2 separate regions of the Hordeum vulgare genome follow, and region 2 is linked to region 1. A link is a contact called in public Hi-C data. All regions are on one chromosome and are shown on one strand. Each heading gives the region's core, a stretch centred on a gene start, on an enhancer-like site or on the middle of the called end of the contact. The rest is flanking DNA. Distances are from core to core; before and after follow the strand shown. Region 1 has its middle 73 kb from the start of LOC123411171. Region 2 holds the start of LOC123437459 (probable protein phosphatase 2C 47).

Region 1 (6,113 bases), core at 1,817-4,316:
AAAAAACCCTAAAACCTCTAGTATATATAGGAGGAGGGGAGGGGCTAGCCTTGGGGCTCAAGGGAGCCCCTAGGGCGCCGACCGAAGTGGAGAGGAGGACTCCAACTCCAATTAGTTTTCGGGAAGGAGTCCTCCTCTCCCTTCTAACCTCCCTTTTTTTTTCTTTTCTTTTGGTTTTCTCTTGTAGCGCCATAGCCCACTTGGGATGGCCTCACCAGCCCACTAAGGGCTGGTGCGCCACCCTAGGACTATTGGGCTCACTCCCGGGTGGGTGGGCCCCTCCCGGTGAAAATCTGGAACCCATTCGTCACTCCCCGCACACTGCCGGTAATGCCCGAAATCTTTATGGTGACCAAATGAAACCATCCTATATATCAATCTTCGATTCCGGACCATTCCGAAAACCCCCGTGACATCCTTGATCTCATACGGGACTCCGGACAACCTTCGGTCACCAACACCTATAACTCAACTATACCGAAACGTCACCGAACCTTAAGTGTGCAAACCCTGCGGGTTCGAGAACTATGTAGACATGACCTGAGACACTCCCCGGTTAATATCCAATAGCAGGACCTGGATGTCCATATTGGATCCTACATATTCTACGAAGATCTTATCGGTTGAACCTTTGTGTCAAGGATTCATATAATCCCGTATACCATTCCCTTTGTCCTTCGGTATGTTACTTGCCCGAGATTTGATCGTCGATATCTCTATACCTATTTCGATCTCATTATCGGCAAGTCTCTTTACTCGTTCCGTAATACAAGATCCCATGACTAACACTTTACGCACATTGCTTGCAAGGCTTATATGTGATGTTGTATTAGAGAGTGGGCCCCGAGATACCTCTCCGTCACACGGAGTGACAAATCCCAGTATTGATGCATGCTAACTCAACGGACACCTCAGGAGATACCTGTAGAGCACCTTTATAGTCACCCAGTAATGTTGCGATGTTTGATACACACAAGGTATTCCTCCGGTTTCAGTGAGTTACATGATCTCATAGTCATAGGAATGAATACTTGACACGCAGAAAACAATAGCAACAAAATGACACGATCACATGCTACGCTCATAATTTGGGTCTTGTACATCACATCATTCTCCTAATGATGTGATCCAGTCATCAAGTGACAACACTTGCATATGGTCAGAAAACCTTAACCATCCTTGATCAACTGGCTAGTCAACTAGAGGCTTACTAGGGACATTGTTTTCTCTATACATCCACACATGTATCTATGCTTTCATTCAATACAATTATAGCATGGATAATAAACGATTATCTTGAAACATGAAATATAATAATAACTATTTTATCATTGCCTCTAGGGCATATTCCGAACACTATCATTGTCCAAACAATGGCAACCGCTGTCACGACCGTCAGATCCGCGCACTGGGTTCCAAATCCCTTGCGTCTCGCCCCATGGTCAGATGCGCTCGACTTGCCGTTACGCTGCCGAGCATGCCAGCACCAGATCCTCCACTCGGGGCCGCCGCCATGCCGCGAGCATGGACACATCGTCCACGCCACATCTGATCACGAACTTTGAAGCCCCCCGTTTCGCCACCACAGCCGCGTGCATGTCGCGCTGCCACACCCACAGTTTGCCTATGTGCAGTCCTGCAAGGTGTAGAACGGCGCCTGAGGCCACCATGAACGACAGATCGAGCGCCACCCCAATCTGTACCCCTAAGCAAGCGCACTAGGAGGCACCTTGACGCGAAGCACCAATGCCTCCTCGACGGCCTACCACTCCACTAGCAAGAGGCCACGAGCGGCGCCCCGTGGACCACCATCAGTCGCCGTGAGATCCCCAAATCACGGGCGAGGCGCACCCGGGGCGAAAGAAACATGCCCGCCGCTGCCAGTTCCCCCTAGGCTTCGCCCTCGAGGGGCTGTCCTCTAAAATTGCAAGAGAATTTTTACTTTCCGGCCTCTCCAACAATTAGGAATACACATAACCATTTTAACACGAGTATCAAAATAAGCATGGCCCTCAAAGATTTTTTTAAATGAGTATCAAGATTTTGCTAAGGCTCTCTTTGGTGCCACCGAATTTTCTACTGTTTGTCAGTACGCGCATCTTCATTTAGAAAAAAGAGGTACGTGTGTCCATCATTTCAGAAAAAAGAGGTACGTGCATCTACTCTAGTGTAGTATACTTTCACTCTTACGTGAACTCTTTGGTCCCCTTATGAAAGAGGATATATTTTTTGTTTTGACCTTTTGGCGTAACAAATTCCGAAATTGACCTTACTTTTAAAAAATGTGAATCTAATACCTTTTGGAGACGCCAACATCCTTAGCGTCAGGTTTGCATGGAAGATGTCAAGGTCCCTGACGTCTGGTACGAGATTGCATGACCGATTGACCTGTTGACTCTTTGATGTGGGAAAGGGCCAGACGACAAGGACCCTGACGTGTGGTACCAAACGCCAAAGACATTTACGCCTCGATGATATAGGACATATTATAAAAAAATTATTTGTGTGATCTGTTGGGACCAGACGTCAAGGTCCCTGATGTTTGGTAACACACGTCAGGGTCCTTGACGTCTGGTCCAAGACAAGACGGACGCAGGATCCCCGGCGTCTGACCCTTTGCCACGTCAGAGAATCAATGGGTCAGCCGATCATGCAGGCTCGTACCAAACGTCAGGGACTTGGCATCTCTCATGCAAATGAGATGTCAGAAATATTGACGTCGTAAAAAAGGGTCAGGTTAAATTTTTTTTAAATGAGTTCGATTTCAGAATTCACAAAGGTAAAAACAAAGAAATTGTTATGCAAAAGAGGAGCCGACCACTGTTTCCCCCAAGAAGCAATTTCTTCATGTTCCAAGCGGAGATACGTATCAATGTTGGTCTTTGATGCGATGCGAACATTGATGTCACACGGGCCACGGCGCTCCATCCATTCACCCAAAGATATCGTGGTATCCTGCATGTGATCGATCAATGGATGGCATGCGGGTCCCAGCTGGATGCATGTGTACGTGGACTACAGCGTAGACGTAGCACATCACATGGCGTACACACGACGTGTCGACGTCGACACCGTGCCCATCACTGTCAGATTTAAGTGGAACGATCTCGCCTACAACTGTATGCTCATGCTCATGCGTGTGCCGCGGTTGAGTGTTAGTAAGAATTTCTCTTGTCCCGGGGCAAAGGAGGACGGGTCAGCTCACCTGCATTGCAAGTTTAATTTATGTTGATTGAGAAGAGACAAACAGCTCCTGGGGATTAGGGTCACGTCGCCCCACCGCCAAGTTTGTCGGCATTATTATCCGATGATGACAATCAGCCGTGGAACATGGGCATGAATCATGGGTTCATGATGATGATGACAATAGACGGCGACAGACGACAGTGGATGGATAGTTTGAAGCGGGAGCGAGTGGACCAGCCTAAAACAGTGCCCTAGGTCTAGGAGTACCATGCTTTTGTTTTAATCCCAAGTTAGAACACGTCTAATTAGTCAATAATTATCTGCCAAAGCATGACCTTGAAACATGGCTGCTACTAGCACGCACCGGCCGGGGCACTGATTAACTCCAAAGCAAACGGAGTGGGAGCGTAGTGCCTCTTAATCAATGGGATTTTCTTATTGATTAAGTGATACTAGCTGCTTTCCACCGATCTTGAGTGGTGAGAACTGAGGAGAAGTGAAGGGCGACGATGGAAGCAGAAGGTGGAAACGCGGCGGCCGTACCCAGAAAAGGCCAAGGCCGGCGACGCGGCGCGGAAACCTTGACTCGATCGGAGTCAGATGGGCCGTCAGTCGTCAGGCATCCACCGGCCGTGGGCACTGGCACTGCATGCTACAGCGTCCAAATTAATCGTTGGGTCGGGTGCAACGGGACGCACGTACCCCGCTCCACTGACAACGCACGCTGCATCTTTGACACGTCCGGCAAGTCGGCAGCCGCGGGTGTTGCCTCGGCATGCCAGCGCTTGATTTGATTTCTCGGGGTCTTGGATATACTGTAGATTGCACGAATGGTCCGTCTCGTGCTCTCTCGTCTTGGATCCTCGTGTCCTGACGGAGCAGGTAACGCATGCAGAGGTAGTCGTCGACGCGATCGGCGGATTGCACGCCGCGAGGCAGCTGCGTGGGGAGCTCCTCCGTTGTGCTTTTTTAATATATTTTTTTAACATAAAGATATTATTAACTTATAAACATTTTACACAGATAAGCGGGAAAGGAAGCACGCTGGATACGGAGAGAGTTTCCCTGATTGAACAAAGCACTGAATCCATAATAAGCAACTAAACAGTACATATATCTTCTGTACTTTCAAAGCTAGGCGTGCAGGGTGATGAGCCTTGATGTTTTTTCCCTTGCTAACGTGAGCAACTTCTCGATGCTGATTTCTGAAGAAAAACACGTTTCGATGCTGAAAAGGACTATTTCGTGTCTGAGCGAGAAGAGAATGTCCGTTGTTTTTGCTGTCAAAGTTAGTACTGAGTAACCAGTTTAGAAGTGTGGATCTTGAATATTTAGTATGCTTGCTAGCCTGGTTGCAAGCATGAGGTCATAACACTCAGCTCGAAGAGGAGAGGAAGCCGTCTGGTACATTGCCGCAATGTAAAGTTGCTGGATGCGATCATTATTTTCAATCTGGATGAAGACTCCAATTAATGCCTGCGTAGAAGTGTGGGCTGCTTGTAATTCCCATGCAGCGTCACAAAAAAAAAGTGTTACTAGAAGAATCCAAATTTTATATCTCCGACCGCACCAGTTGGTACTGCACCAATGCTCACCATGATCTTCAGCAAAGATCTCTACAATTTGAATTTTTTTTAGCAATGGGTCTCTACAATTTAATTGTTTGTATGATTGAGTTCGCCGCCAAGGGCGGATCCAGGCCCAAGGCCTCTAGGACCCAGGCCTGGGATGTGAGAACTAAACAAAGTGCATAATCAAGCAGTTTACTCGGAATATCCTATTTGTGGTTCTGTGCGAAGTGATGAGTGATTTTAAATGGGCTGGCTCATTCAGTGGGTTGCAGCGCCCCGATTTTAGGAACCTTTCATAGTTTTTCAGACGGTTTTCTCGGTTTTGAGAAACTTCTAGAAGCTTCCTTGAATAGGTTTTTGTTTCCTTTTTCTTTTTGTTTCTTTTTCACTTTTCTGTTTCTGTTTCAAAAAATGTTATGGATTTTCAAAAAATATTCTGCGTTTTCAAAAAACGTTTTCAATTTTAAAAAAATGTTCCATATTTTCAAACAAATGTTCTTGGTTTCAAAATTTGTATTGAAGATTCAAATTTGTTCTTGGTTTCAAAATTTGTTCATAAGATTCAAAAATGTTCGCGGTTTCAAATTTGTTCAAGATTTTTTAAAATTGTTCTTGGTTTCAAAATTTATTCTCAAGATTCAAAATATGTTGGTGCTTTAAAAATTTGTTCACTCTTTCAAATTTGTTTGGGGTTTTCAAAATTATTCTCCATTTTCAAATTTAGTTCTCAAGACTCAAAAAGTGTTTGTGCTTTAAAAATTGTCCGCGCTTCCAAATTTGTTCAATATTTTGCAAAAATCGTTTTCGCTTTCAAAATTTGTCCTCAAGATTGAAAAAAATATTGCTTTAAAAATTCAAGGTTACTTTCATCTTTTTTAAATGTAAGTTCATGTTTGACAATTGTTCTTAACTATCAAAAAATGTTCTTGATTTCAGAAATGTTCCAAAATTCAAAAACAATGTCGTTCTTCATAAATTGCTCAGAATTCAAAAAATGTTGCGAATTCTTTTGGTCAAAATTTTGATAAATTTTCAAAAACTGTTCTGGCGTTAAAACAAGTTCCCTTTTTGAAAATTGTCCGCAAATTGCAAAAATTGTTCATGTTTTCATTTCTTTGTAGTTTCATAATTTTTTAAAAAGTTTCAAAAAATGTTTTGTTTAAATTTTATTCAGGAGTTTCAAAATATGTTTGCAGCTCCAAATTTTGTTTTGAAATTTGGAAAAATGTTCCCATTTGAAGAAATCTTCATGATTTTCAAAAAGAAGTTCCTGTTTTTTGAAAATGTATAGTTTGTAGAAACATTTTTCGGAAATTGGAATGTGTTTGCGTTCTGTCAAACATTCCGTATATTAAG
Region 2 (6,113 bases), core at 2,244-4,743, 370 kb after region 1:
TCATCGACTTGTCTTCCGCTCTACACGCTCCGATGCCTCGATGTTTGTCTACCACCAGGGCGCTAACACGACATATCTGCTTCTCTACATCGACGACATCATTCTGACACCCTACACACATGGCCTACTCTGCCAGCTCACTTCTCATCTTCGCGTTGAGTTCGTCATCAAGGACCTTGGTCCTTCGCACTACTTCATCGGTGTTGGGGTGGTGCGAAGCGGCGATGGCTTCTTTCTCCATCAGCGGAAGTATGCTCATGAGTTTCTCGATCACGTCGGAATGCTTAATTGCAAACCTGCTCCTACTCGGATCGATACGAAGGCCAAGCTCTCTGCCACTGACGACTCGCTTGCTCCTGATGCATCTTTCTATCGGTCTATTGTTTGTGCTCTTCAGTACCTTACCCTCGCTCGACCGGAGTTGCAGCATGCGGTCCAACAGGTGTGACTTCATATGCATGCCCCTCGGGATGCTCACTAGACTGCGATGAAGTAGATTCTTTGGTACATTAGGGGGGTCTATGGATATTGGCATCACGTTGAACGCCTCCATCGCCACTGACATCACTACCTACTCGGATGCCGACTAGGTTGGCTACCCCGACACTCGCCGCTCCACCTCGGGATATTATGTCTTCCTTGGACCATCACTCATCTCTTGGTCGTCCAAGCGAGAGCCTATAGTCTCCCGTTCCAGTGCGGATGTCGAGTATCGTGCCGTAGCCAATGTCATCGCCGAGTGCTCGTGGCTTCGCCAGTTACTTCTCGAGCTCTCATGTCTTGTTGATAAGGCCACGGTGGTGTACTGCAACAACGTGTATGCCATCTACCTCTCCGCCAACCCCTTTCATCATCATCGGAGCAAACATATTGAGATGGATATTCACTTTGTTCGGGAACAGGTAGCCCTTGGCCATGTCCGTGTTTTACACGTCCCTACTTCCCAACAATTTGCAGATATCATGACCAAGGGCTTGCCTACGGCGTCGTTTGAAGATTTCTGATCCAGTCTTTGCGTCAACATCGATGACGCTTCGACTGGGGGATTGAGTATATCTCGCATGTATCTTGTATACCTGCCCCACCTCCTAGTTTCTTGTATAGTTGAGGCTCTGTCCCACCTTGTACATCATATATAAATGTGCTTGCACATGATCAATACATTGAGAGTTGCATCATATTCCTCTACACTCATCTTTCAACCCGATCAATACATCGAGAGTTGCATCCTATTCCTCTACACTCATCTTTCATTGGTGTCGTCTATGATCTACCTATTCTTTTGTGACCTTAGGTGGACCTTGGTTCATGTTGTCGGAAGGGATTCTGCTTCGTTTTCATATGATTTATAGTTTAGGTTTTGTGTCCTTCTCATGAAGACGGGACAACGATGACAACTCCTTGAGGATGGAACAAGTTTCTCTTTGTCTAACTGTTGTCCCAGCGGTGCATCCAACATCATCAGAGGGCATGTGAAGGTGCGTCTTCAACGGATCTCACTCGATATGATAGGTGTTTGTCTTTGATGGATTTACCTGGATGCGGTGTTCGTTTGTTTGCGTTTGTGTGTCTATTAATTGGATCCATTCATTCTACGTTTCTTTCATCGGCGAGGTGACCAACGACAACTGCTCTAATGCATCCGCCTTTTGGGACCTTTAGCATGGTGACTTCTTGTCTATTTATTATAAAAATGTTTTTTGGATTTGATGAGAGAGGAGCGATAACAACGATGCGTTTTCAGCTCGTTCTACCATTTTTGATGGTTTACGAACATGAATGTAATTTGTACCATTTCCGACGCTTAATAATGAATAATAGGTAGGAAGTTTCACGAGAAAAAACTTCTAAAAGATATTTTTCTAGTGAAGCATTAGGCCTGAGCCAATGCAGGTCTCTTAGTGCGGTTTCATATGCATTTTTCTTATGTGGCACTTTATTTAATGAAGAGAGATAGTGAGGTTGTATCTTAGCTAACATACAACCTTGACACGTGGTCATAGGCCCTGTTTGGATCCATGGGTTAGAGTTAGAGTTGATTAGATTGGTCCAAACTAACCCTAAAACATCCAAACAGGAGGGTTAGAGTTGGTTAGATGCATCTTCATCTAGCCCATCCACAAAAACTAACCCATCCAAGAGATGCTTGTTTGGGTTAGAGTTAGGTGGGGCCGAGAAAAAGTTACTTTTCCCTCTACCTCCACCACACCAAATTCTTGTTAAAGGAGCCAAATGATTGAAAAAGTGCTTTTATTGGCAATCTAACTGTGTCACCCAAACACCTCTTTGGTTAGAGTTAGTTTAAAATTAGTCTAGGGTTAGAATCTTACCCTAACCTCTAACCGAGTTAGAGTATCCAAACATGACCATAGGTAAAAAAGAGGTGCTAACCCAATCACATGCATGCATGAGCCACAAATCATTAAATTACATACAATACATAAGATACATTGCATTGTACTAGTTGTTTCTTAGGCCACTTCCAATGCATTGGTGCTAAGATAAGGTGGTAAGCATATTAAATAATTTAGCAACTAAAGCCCCCAATGCATAGTTGCTTAGCTTATCGTAGCTAAGCCTCCTTATTTAATGCTTTTGCAACTAAAGTTGTGCATGCATTGGTGCATTTCTTTCATTTAATTGTTTTACCTAGGTTCACGCGCTTAACATTGTTTCTTTGTGGATCACTACACTCATCTCTCTCCTATTAATTAGCTTGCCACATCAGTGTTTTTGCCTATGTAGCAGCCTTAGCACCTGTATAAGGTGAAGCATTGGAAGTAACCTTATGTTTTTATTACGTATATAATTACTCCGTCTGTTTCTAAATATAAGTCTTTCTAGAGATTCTACTAGGGGTCTACATACAGATGTATATAGACATACTTTAGAGTGTAGATTCATTCATTTTATTTCGTATGTGATCTCCTAGTGAAATCTTTTAAAAGAATTATATTTAGGAACGAAGGGAGTACTCCCTCTGTTTCTGTTTACTCCGCGTATAAGGTTTACTTAAAGTCAAACAACATAAAGTTTGACCAAATTTATATCAAAAAATATGAATATCTAGTATACTAAAATTACATAGTATGAAAATACATCTCGTGGTGCATCCGATAATATTGATTTCATGTTGTGAATGTTGATATTTTTTAATATAAAATTAGTTAAATTTTACAAAGCTTGACTTTGACCAAAGCTTATATACAGACTAAAAAATTGGAGAAGTACATGCTAAGAGATGATGCGATGATGCATTGGCAGAGTCACATACAGGTTTGATCTCGATAAGAAGTAGTGGCAGTACAGACAAGAAAAAATCTAAGACAGCAGGGAAAGGGGGCGAAAAGGTCCAAGCACTAGACGGGCATTATTTTATGCACGCAAAAAGCGAGGGAAGGAAGGGACGGACGGGCGGACCCGACAGAGACACGGAATGCACACCGGAGCCGCACCCCACCCACATCCAGCCGTGCACAGCTGCGCCGCAGATGGGATCACACGAACCATCTCGCCCGCCCGCCCGCCCCCAAAGACCAGCCCCCTCTCCCTCCTCGCCCCGCCCCCGTCCCATCCCCAAATCCGCCACGAGCTCCTCCTCCCCCCTCCACCACCTCCTGCACGCTCCTCCCCCATCCTCGCCACCAGCTCCCCCCTCCTCCTCCTCCACCTACCCAACGCATCGCGCGGCGCGGCTGCGGCGACGGCCCTTCTCCGGTGGTGAGCGCTACCCCCCTGATCTGATATGTATTGTCTGCAACTCTGCATCTCCGGTTCATTCGTTCGTCCTGATGGATGGATGGGCGGGTGGGCGGATTCGTCGTGGTCGCTAGGGGGGAAATCGGATCGTTCTTGGTCGGCTGCTGGGGCAGTGCTGGAAGAGGGATTTGTCTTGCTGCTCTGCGCCGGCGGAGGTCCCGGGGCGGCGGAAATGGCGCCGTTCCGGTTCCCGGCGCGGATATTGGTTCCAATCATTGCACGGGCGGGAGGGGAGCAGATTTCAATTCTTTCCTGTTATTGACGCTGTGGATGTTCCTTTTTCCGCTCGATTTGGATATTAATATTATTATGGCGGCGTAATTGGTACGGCTCCAATCATGGCCGATTGGAAGGACTGTTTTTAATCTCTCAGCAATCTGAAAATGTTCCTATTCTCAAATCGTTCCTAGCTTTCAGGAGCGGAAAGTTGCATCTTTTTTAACTCAAAAAATGTTCTTCGTTTCCTGTACTGTCTCTGATCACCAACAGAACAGAGTAGCCAAGAGCACCAGACATCATGAGCGGAGGCGTCGAGCCGGAGACCCCACCCAGTAGCGGCGGCGGCGGCGCCACCGGTAGCCCCATGGCCCGCAAGCCGCCGCGTCACCAGCTCACGGCCATACGCCACTGCGCCAGCAGTGCGCGCATAGCCGCGGCCTCCACAGACCTGGTAACCACACTGACTATCCCCTCCGGCTCATTGCCCGGCCATTTCCTCAAACTACTACGGTGCTTCTCTTTTGTTTTCTTGCAGGGCTTGGATTCGGGGACGCTGAGCTTGATCTCACCCACAGAGATCCGTCCCAGCTTCCTGCCGGTCTACCGGTCTGGGAGCTATGCCAATATCGGGCCGAAGACGTACATGGAGGACGAGCATGTTTGCATCGACAGCCTCATTGAGCACCTCGGAATGCGTACCCCTGCTATCCCTGCACCAGGCGCCTTCTATGGGGTGAGTTGGATTACAGTTACCATAAATTGCGATCCGGCGGTTCCTTGCTGTTCTTGTCTCATTAACTGTTTAACAATGCATGTGCTCATTATGAATCAATGATTTAGTCTGCTGCGACTTCTCTGTGATAATAATACCACCCATTGTGACTTATGTCCACCACTAATGTTGTGATAATAGCTTCTAGGTGTGTTCATTTGCTCAACTTGGAAATCCATGATTACATCGGTTGTGGACGCATGATAGTGGAAATGATTGTACTAGTGTGGTTCAATGATTGCGTTGAGGTGAATCAGTTCAGTATGAGCATTGATAGATGCTTTTAGTTTCATTTCTTATATTTTAGTACAATGAAAACCCCTGCAAACAAAAAGTGTGTTTCTTCAATCATGCTGTTAAGAGAAGGACAAGTAATTCTTTTAAACAGTAAACTGTGGTTTGAAATTTTATATTAGTTTTTTATGCTAAGCTGTGCCCTGTATTCAACTAAAGAATACAGGGCACAGCTTAGCAAAGAAAAAAAAAACTAAAGAAAAACCATGCATTGTATAGAAAGCATGTTTGCTGGTTCTTGAGTGCAGGAATTGTTCATTTTATGGGGGTAATTTTGGTGGCATGTCACTTTACCTAGCACAACAGATGTATAATAATACATTTTCTTGACATAATTTGCAGGTGTTTGATGGTCATGGTGGTACAGATGCAGTCTGTTTCGTTCGGAAGAACTTGCTGAAGTTCATAATCGAAGATGGTCACTTCCCCAACAGCATGGAGAAAGCAATCAGAAGTGCATTTCTAAAGGCTGATCACGCGATTGCGGATTCCCATTCTCTTGACCGCAGTTCGGGGACCACAGCATTGACGGCCCTTATTTTTGGCAGGTAAGTTACTAAGTTTTGGTGCTAGTACCAAACCTTTTAATTTTACTGACACATGGCATCCCAAGAAGACACCTGTCAATGTTATTGTACTCCCTCCGGTTGGGTTTATAAGTCGGGTACGGGTATGGGCCTTAATTTAAAGAAACATGTGTTAAATGCCACAAAAAATACATTGTTAGATTTGATGTCGAATGAAGTTTCTAAATATATATTTTTTGTGACATATGACACATATTTTATTAGTAAAATTGAAGACCTAAAGATCCATGCCTGACTTATAAAATCAACTGGAGGGAGTATATCAAATGTTTCTCCAGTTTGTAATAATGTTTTTCATTCACTATACAATATTGCAAGGAGTTAAATTAATCCCAACAATGCCATATCAAAGACTGGATTTAATGGAAGAGTATTCTGAGGGAAGCCTTCAGAATAGACTCTAAATGAGTCCTTCCTATAATCATGTTGACATAGAAAAGAAACTTATTTGAAGGTGGTCGTTGAGTTATTCTTGGTTAGAA

What was found. A called contact is a pair of places that touch in the nucleus more often than the background predicts.
Region 2: a contact with region 1 is called in a Hi-C map of seedling, with 2.8 times the contacts expected there. The contact joins the promoter of LOC123437459 here to the enhancer-like site in region 1. A contact is called at or near these places in 2 of 6 Hi-C or Micro-C datasets (leaf and seedling).

The regions. Positions count from the first base shown.
Region 1 is chr1H:365,182,920-365,189,032 of MorexV3_pseudomolecules_assembly, forward strand. No RefSeq gene overlaps it. Among protein-coding and RNA genes, the nearest start is that of LOC123411171, 73 kb to the right of the region's middle. Within about 2 kb of position 3,067, at least 3 of the 3 cell types and tissues checked have open chromatin away from gene starts, as enhancers often do. A contact at or near this core is called in leaf and seedling, where this site is marked.
Region 2 is chr1H:365,549,769-365,555,881 of MorexV3_pseudomolecules_assembly, forward strand. It overlaps LOC123437459 (probable protein phosphatase 2C 47), which reads left to right and starts at 3,494. Exons shown (of 5, transcript XM_045115711.1): 1 at 3,494-3,720; 2 at 4,249-4,429; 3 at 4,514-4,711; 4 at 5,387-5,592. The coding sequence starts at 4,277.